2 separate regions of the Pan troglodytes genome follow, and region 2 is linked to region 1. A link is a contact called in public HiChIP or PLAC-seq data. All regions are on one chromosome and are shown on one strand. The core of a region is the stretch at or near the end of the contact, and the rest is flanking DNA. Distances in the headings are between cores, read along the strand shown. Region 1 holds the start of CEP76 (centrosomal protein 76). Region 2 holds the start of AFG3L2 (AFG3 like matrix AAA peptidase subunit 2).

Region 1 (3,796 bases), core at 207-2,706:
ACAACACTCAACCAAAAGGAATCTTCTGAGAGGGAGTATAGTATAATCAAAAGAACACGGACTGGGGGTAGGTAGATCAAAGTATGATCTTATTACTTTCATACTTTGATCTGCCTACTGATAAGGGAATCTTACCAGCTTTCAACTTAGTAGATGCGTAACCTCAAGCCAACTTATTTACCCTTTATAAATCTGTTTCGTCACCGATAAGAATGGAAAAACCTAGTGTAGTGCCCTCTCACAATAGTGTTGTGAGGATTAAAGATGCTAGACAGCACAAAGCCTGGCACACAAGAGCACCATAAATGGTCGCTTTTATCACTTCAGCATCTTGCACTCAGTCGAGCGAGCGCTGCAGAAACTGGAGGTTCTTCTGGAGCTCCGAAATATTAACAAATTCCGTCATTACAAACCCTTTAGTAACTTCTCTTCCATGACTTATTTGAGAATTACTGATTGAAGCTCCTGGTTCAACTTCGCTGATACCCACATGTTTCAGCGGTAAAGAAACCCTGATATCTGCCGGGCGCGGAGGCTCACGCCTGTAATCCCAGCACTTTAGGAGGCCGAGGCGGGCGGATCACGAAGTCAGGAGTTCGGGACCAGCCAGACCAACATGGTGAAACCCTGTCTCTACTAAAAATACAAAAATTAGCTTAGCGTGGTGGCGCGCGCCTGTAATCCCAGCTACTCGGGAGGCTGAGGCAGGAGAATCGCTTAAACCTGGGAGGCGGAGGTTGCAGTGAGCCGAGATCGTGCCACTGCACTCCAGCCTGGGCAACAGAGAGACTCCGTCTCAAGAAAGAAAAAAACCCTGATATCTTACAACAGAATATAAACCTCCAAATACAACTTACACTCGATCCGACTTCCAGAAGTCGCTCACTAAGCGCTTCATTCTCACGGCCGTCCCAAAACGCCAAGACCGCTCGTTCTATCGCCCCAGACTCTTGCTAGCACCTGCTCGGCTCGTTTTCTTTCTCGGAGACGAGGACGCTCTCCTGACTCAAACTCAAAGCTCTGCCTACTCTGCGTTGCGCACCCCACAATCCTCGCTACAGTCCCGGCAAGCAGATGCCGCTGTCGGCCCGGGGCCGCCGGGCAGGAGGGAAAGGTTATGGGTCGGCCCGGCGGTCTCTCCCAGCACCCACGACTCTCACCTTGCTCAGCTGCTGGTGGATGAGTTGCTTCAGCTCGGAGGCTTTCTCCGGAGGCAGCGACATGCTGGCAGCCGGCGTCTCCCCGCCGCTTCTCCCCGCCTCAGATGCCCTAACTGCGCGGCCCCTGCCGGGCCAGGGAGCGTTAGGAGCGACTGGAGCACAAAGCGCCGCAGCCGTTCGCCTAGCGCAGCTCCCGGGGGACGCAACGCCGCGTCAGGCCGGGGACTGACCTGGAACTGAGGCCCCGGCGGCGGCGGCGCCAACTGTTTTCAAACAGTGGCGGACAAACAGGGCTTGGGGCTGGCCCGCACGCTGCCTGATCGTTTCCGCCCGCCGCTCCACCTCCCCGCGGGCCCCGCACCCCGAGACCTCAGCGCACCCCATCGCCTTGCTTGCCAGGGTCTCCGAAAGCGCTGTTGGCCCCTCTTCGCGGCCACCCGGCGGCCTCTTTCCGCCCTCTGAACCGGCAGTTAGCTGGACGGGCCCCAAGGGCCCGGCGCCCAGGGACTCAGAGGACCCTCCCGCGCCCCGCGAGGCTCCGGGGACTCGGGCTTCCGCCTTCTTGCTGCCCTCGTTCTTGCCAGGGCCGCGGTTAGTCCCTGCTGGCCACCCCACTGCGACCATGTTCGTTCCCTGCGGGGAGTCGGCCCCCGACCTTGCCGGCTTCACCCTCCTAATGGTGAGTCTCCGTTTGCGCTCGGGGCTGCTGCCTCCTGAGGCCCCTGCGGTGTCGCCACCCCGACGCGGGGTGTTTGGTGGTGCCTTGGGAGAAATAGGGCACTAGTTTCTATTTCATGTTTTCGGCCGGAAAAAACAGGGAGGTTGTAGCCGGAGGCAGCCGTCCAAACAGAACCTTTGTCGGCTGTAAAACCAAACGTAGTCAAGTCTACAATTTGTAGTCTCTGTTTCCTGTAAAACGTGATGTGTTCGTACATTCTAGATACACTGTACTTACGTTTTGCAGGGCATCCTTCAGTTTTATCCTAGAAAGTCTTTCTACGACTAGTTTTAGAATTAGTCTTAAGCTAGCATATTATCGTTGTTAACCGGAGAACTACTGATAGGGCAATAAACGTTAACTCTTGCCGGTAGTTAGCACAGTTTTATCGCTCTTTATATTCATTCATTGTTTTAATAAAGTCTGTTATGTGCGAATATTAGAATAAGACTAGGTGCGTGCCCTCAAAGAATTTACACTGTAGTTGGAAACATGTAATCTAAGAGCAATAAATGCTAGGCTAGAAGCTTGAAAGGATGTAGAAAGGTCCTGAGATAATTGGGAGGGGAGGGACAGATGGCTTGTTAAGAAAGGCTTTATAGAGAAAGTAGTATGCAAAAGATGGAGGGCCTGTGGGCTGGGAGTAGGGGAAAGTAGGCGTTTCAGAAAGATGGATGTCTAAAACAGAGTCAGTTAGCATGGGGGACTTGAAGACTGCCAAGAATTTGGAATGACACATTGAGAGAGAATAAGCTGTAGGCCCTGTGAACCCAGAAGGCACCATTGGAAAATGCACTGTTTGGAGTGGTATAAGGCTGGAGAGAGCTCAAACTGTCATTCTTATTCATTACAGATAAAACACACAACCCCAGAGAAGAGTGTTTCAAAAAGGAGGGAGTGGCCATGTCAAAAGTAGCCCAGAGATGTGTAAGGTGAAGAAAGTGTATGTTTGGATTTAGCGACATGTTAATGATGGTCACTTGGACAGTTACCAGTGAAGTGGTGAAGAGGAAAGCCATATTGGAGTGGGTTGAATGAATGATAGAAAACAAGTAAAGATTTGGGTTGTATAATATATATTCAGTCATTAATTCAGAGACAGGCATGATGGCTCATGCCTGTAATCCCTGCACTTTGGAAGGCCGAGTACAGGAGGATCGCTTGAGCTCAGGAGTTCAAGACCAGCCTGGGCAACATAGTGATACCTCATCTCTACAAAAAAATAAATAAATAAAAATTAGCCAGGTGTGGTTTCCTGCACCTGTATCTCAGCTACTCGGGAAGCTGAGGCGGGAGGATCACTTGAGCCCAGGAGGCAGAGGCTGCAGTGAGCTGAAATCGTGCCACTGCACTCCAGCCTGGGCGGCAGAGTGAGACCCTGTCTCAAAAAACTTTTTTAAATAAGAGATAAAGTTTCTGCTTATGTTTTCGTGGACGACTTGGAGAATTTTTGCTACATAGAGACACAAGAAATGAGGTTGCAGTTAGAGGGCTATGTGGGGTCAAGGGAGAGAGCCTTTTAGAATGAAAGATATTAGAGCATGTTTACGTGCTGATGGGAATAATACAATATTGTGAGGAAAAGAAGGATGGTACAGAAGAGTTTAACCCAAGTAGCAAAATTGTTGAGAAGGGAATTACAGGAGGTAACTAGGCAATTGGTAGGTGACAACAGTGAAAAGTGGGAGAACATGCTGAGGGAACACCCCGAAGGACAGAAAACAAAAGGAGTTGTTGGAAGAATGCAAAGGAGGAGCTACATTAAAAGGATACTTGGGGGATAGCCTCAATAAAAATTAGGCATGTATTAGATGTAGTTGCTAAGGGAATGGGAAGAAGTTTAGGTAGATTGAATAATATTGAACTTTTTTTTTTTTTTGAGATGGAGTTTTGCTCTTTTTTGCCCAGTCTGGAGTGC
Region 2 (3,759 bases), core at 944-3,443, 330 kb before region 1:
GGGTCCGTCACCCACGCTGGAGTACAGCAGTGCAATCAAAACTCACTGGAGCCTCAACCTCCCGCGCCAAGCAACCCGCCTTGGCCCCCCGAGTTGCTGGGACTATAGTCATAAGTCACTGAGCCCAGGTAAGAAAAAAAAAAAAAACAATTTGTAGAGGCCAGGAGCTGTGGCTCAGGTCTGTAATTCCAACACTTTGAGAGGAGGAGGCGGGAGGATCGCCTGGGTCCTGGAGTTCCAGGCCAGCCTGGGCAACTGGGCAAGGTGGTGAACCCTATCTTTTGGGACGGAGTCTCACTCTGTCGCCCAGGCTAGAGTGCAGTGGCCCGCTCTCGGCTCACTGCCAGCTCCACCGCCCAGGTTCACGCCATTCCCCTACCTCAGTCTCCCGAGCAGCTGGGACTACAGGCGCCCACCACCACGCCCGGCTAATTTTTTGTATTTTTAGTAGAGACGGGGTTTCACCGTGTTAGCCAGGATGATCTCGATTTTCTGACCTCGTGATCCGCCCGCCTGCTGGGATTACAGCCGTGAGCTACCGCGCCTGGCCTCTCCAGAAACTTTTTAAAAATCAACCACGGTGCTGTAGTCCCAGATACTCCGGAGGCTGAGGCGGGAGGATCGCTTGAGTTTGGGGCTGCAGTGAGCTGTGTTTGCGCCGCTGCACTCCGGCCTGGGCGAAGAAGCAAAACCCCGTCTCTTAAAAAATAAAAATAAAAATAAAAATCGTAGATCGGAGGGTCTGCTACCCTACCCAAGCTGGTTTCCAACTCCTGGACTCAAGCGATTCTCCCGCCTCGGCCTCCCTAAGTGCTGGGATCGCAGGCGTTAGCCCCGGCACTAGCCTATCTCCCCTTACAGTGAAGACGTTGAGCTGACTACAGGGGCGCTGGGATAGCAGGAGGCCAAGCCAGGTTCCCGTGGCCGACCCGGGGACCTCAACCATCACCCGTACACCAGTGCAAGGCTGAGGAACCGTGTCACTTAAACAGTGAGAGCGACTATTCGACACGTGAACCTTTCATTGAGACTGATCACGGCCATGGTTCTGTCAACACGCTATCATTATGTCAGAAACACTTATCAGGTCCCGTGTGTGTATCTAGAGGGATGGCTACCAACAGAGAAAGAGCCTCCAGCTGAGAGCAGGCCCTGATATGCAACGAACACAGAGTCCCTGCTCTGAAAAGGTGACATTCTTAATAATAATAGCTAATACTGCCAGTCCTGGAATGCCCGCAATGGCCCCATTCAACAGACGGGAACACGGAGACTCGGAGAGGTTAGGCAGCCCGACTCCAAAACCCGTCTTTGCGACTACATCGTGCTCGTGCTGCTGACTCAAAATTACAGACGCCTTCGTTCCGTGCTCCCGGGACACGAAAGCGGGGACAAGGACGGCTACCAAGCCAACATGACCTTCGAGGCTTCAACCGCCCCGGTGAAGCGCGAAAACCCGGCTCTACTGAAGCTGCGCGTTTTCAAAACTTGAATCCCACAGGCAGGGCTGAGCGCGAATCGGCGCTCCCAGGGCCGGCTGAGAGACAGCGCGGGGCGCCCAGGCCCTCGGCAGGGACGGCCCGCGTGCGGCCGGAGGGCGGGGGCCAGTGACCTTGACGTCCGCTCTCCCTAGCCGGAAGTGGGCCCGAGGCAGGGTGGAGGGCGCCGGGCGCCCAGGTAGGACTCACCGTCCGGAGGCAAGGCTGCTCGCCCGGGCCCACGCCGCCAGGCACGAGGAGCTGCTGTAGGCCGCGGGGCCAGCAGCCGCCCCGGCCCCACAGCCGCAAACAGCGGTGCGCCATGGCCGCCGCCGTGGCCCTCTCGGCCCGGGACGCTGCGCAGGCGCGGGCAGGCGACGACTGGTGGCCTCGGGAAGCGGGCTCGGCTCGGGAAAAGGCCGCCAGGCAGCGCAGCGCGCCCGCGGCTCACGGAGGAGCCCAAGCTCTCAACGCGGCGTCTCCTGCCGCCAGCCCCGCCCCGGCGCGCTGACGTCGGCTTCTCCTCTCCCAGGCCGGCCGCGACCTCTGCCAGTGCAGAAGACAGGACCAAATGGGAGGAGCATGAGGGCGGGACCGGAGGCGGGGGCCGACGGAGCAGCGCTGGGGGCGCGGCAGAAGGCGGGGCCAAGAAGGACCTTGGAGGGCAAGGGGGAGCTAGAGGCGGGGACCGGGCCGAGGGAGGACTCGGGAGGGCGAGCGAGGGCTGGGGGCGGGGCTGATGGTGCACGTGGGGGGCGTGACTGGAGGTGGGGCCGAGGAAGGACTAGGAGGGCGAGCAGGAGCTGGAGGCGGGGCTGACGGAGGAGTGTGGGGGGCGTGGCTGGAGGCGGGGACTAAGGGGAGACGCGTGACTGGGATCCTGGGCTTCCGGGCCTGGGCAGCCGGGTGGGCCAGCCAGTAGGAGCGAGGGGGAAGTAGCGAAGGCCCCAGCGGCGGCAGATGGAAGGACCCTCCGAGCGCCAGCTGAGTCATGGGGTGGTGCTAGGCTCTGGAGACGCCGAAGCACACATTCCTGACCCCTGGGAGGGCGATGCGAAGATTCACAAGCAGCAGGGAGTGTTGGGGCTGTGCCGTGCAGCCTGCGCTCTAGGAACCCTGTCGGGGAACTGGTTCTCGGAGAGCAAGTCGAGTCTTCCAGGTAGTGGAAACTACACATTGTTTCCTGTACCGTGACAGCGGAGGAAAAAAGGAGAGGTCTTTGAACTGAGGTGGGGGACTTGGGGGTTTTTCTGAGACGGGCTCTCGCTCTGTCGCTCAGGCTGGCGACGCTGGACCTCAGGCAAAGGACAGTAATCCTTGAGAGACAGGAGACAAACCAGGTGAGTCCTGTGATTACCCCAGTGGCAGTAAAACAATAACAAAAAGATATACCAGATACACCATCATACCATGCTCAAACAAAAGAAAACTGAGTAGACAAATAGATTTTAGGACAAGGAAATTCCAAACAAAATTAATTGCAGGGAAAAGAATATCACTAAGGATGAAGAGGATCGGGTTTCTTTTCCAGAGACAGGGTCTCAGTCTGTCACTTAGGCTGGAATGCCATGGTGCAATCGTAGCTCACTGCAGCCTCCAACTCCTGGGCTCAAGGGATCCTCCTGCCTCAGCCCCCCAAGTAGCTGGGACCACACACGCTCGACCACACTCGACTTTTTTTATTTTGTGTAGAGTTGAAGTCTCACTTTGTTGCCCAGGCTAGTCTCAAACTCCTGGCTTTAAGCAATCCTCCTGACTCAGCCTCCCAAAGTGCTGGGATTACAGATGTGAGCCACCCACATCTGGCCAAGAGAATTATTATTATTATTATTATTATTATTATTATAATAAAGGGGTCAGTTCATCAGTAGGACATAACAACCCTAAACATCTTTGTTCCCATTAACAGAAGCTTAAAATACATGGAGCAAAGACTGACAGAACCACAACTTCCAATTATATTTGGAGATTTCAAATCCTTCTTTTGATAATTGACAGAACAATTAGACAGGAAAATAGTAAGTATATAGAAGACTTAAACACAACCAACTAAATCAAATAGACATTTATAGAAAACTACTGATAACAACAGAATACACATTATTTTCAAGTTTTCACAGAGCACTTATCAAAATAAACCATATTGTAGGCCATAAAAATATTAAGAGGAGTCAAGTCATATAAAACATGTTTTCTATCCACAATGAAATTAAATTAGAAATCAGTATCAGAAATAGGCTGAGGTGAGAGGATCACTTGAGCCCAAGAGTTCCAGACAAGC

What was found. HiChIP or PLAC-seq counts read pairs in DNA pulled down with a chosen protein or histone mark.
Region 2: an H3K4me3 HiChIP or PLAC-seq map of stem cell-derived excitatory neurons shows a contact between it and region 1, with 5 times the contacts expected there. The contact joins the promoter of AFG3L2 here to the promoter of CEP76 in region 1. A contact is called at or near these places in 1 of 7 Hi-C or Micro-C datasets (stem cell-derived neural progenitor cells) and 1 of 1 datasets of contacts at active chromatin or transcription factors (stem cell-derived excitatory neurons).

Annotation. Positions count from the first base shown.
Region 1 is chr17:18,198,480-18,202,275 of NHGRI_mPanTro3-v2.0_pri, reverse strand. CEP76 (centrosomal protein 76) reads right to left here and starts at 1,456. Exons shown (of 13, transcript XM_016933264.2): 1 at 1,161-1,456. The coding sequence starts at 1,223. It overlaps PSMG2 (proteasome assembly chaperone 2), which reads left to right and starts at 1,665. Exons shown (of 7, transcript XM_016933269.4): 1 at 1,665-1,839. The coding sequence starts at 1,783.
Region 2 is chr17:18,525,366-18,529,124 of NHGRI_mPanTro3-v2.0_pri, reverse strand. It overlaps AFG3L2 (AFG3 like matrix AAA peptidase subunit 2), which reads right to left and starts at 2,193. Exons shown (of 17, transcript XM_512199.7): 1 at 1,689-2,193. The coding sequence starts at 1,802. LOC134808649 (a long non-coding RNA gene) reads left to right here and starts at 2,735. Exons shown (of 2, transcript XR_010152015.1): 1 at 2,735-2,818.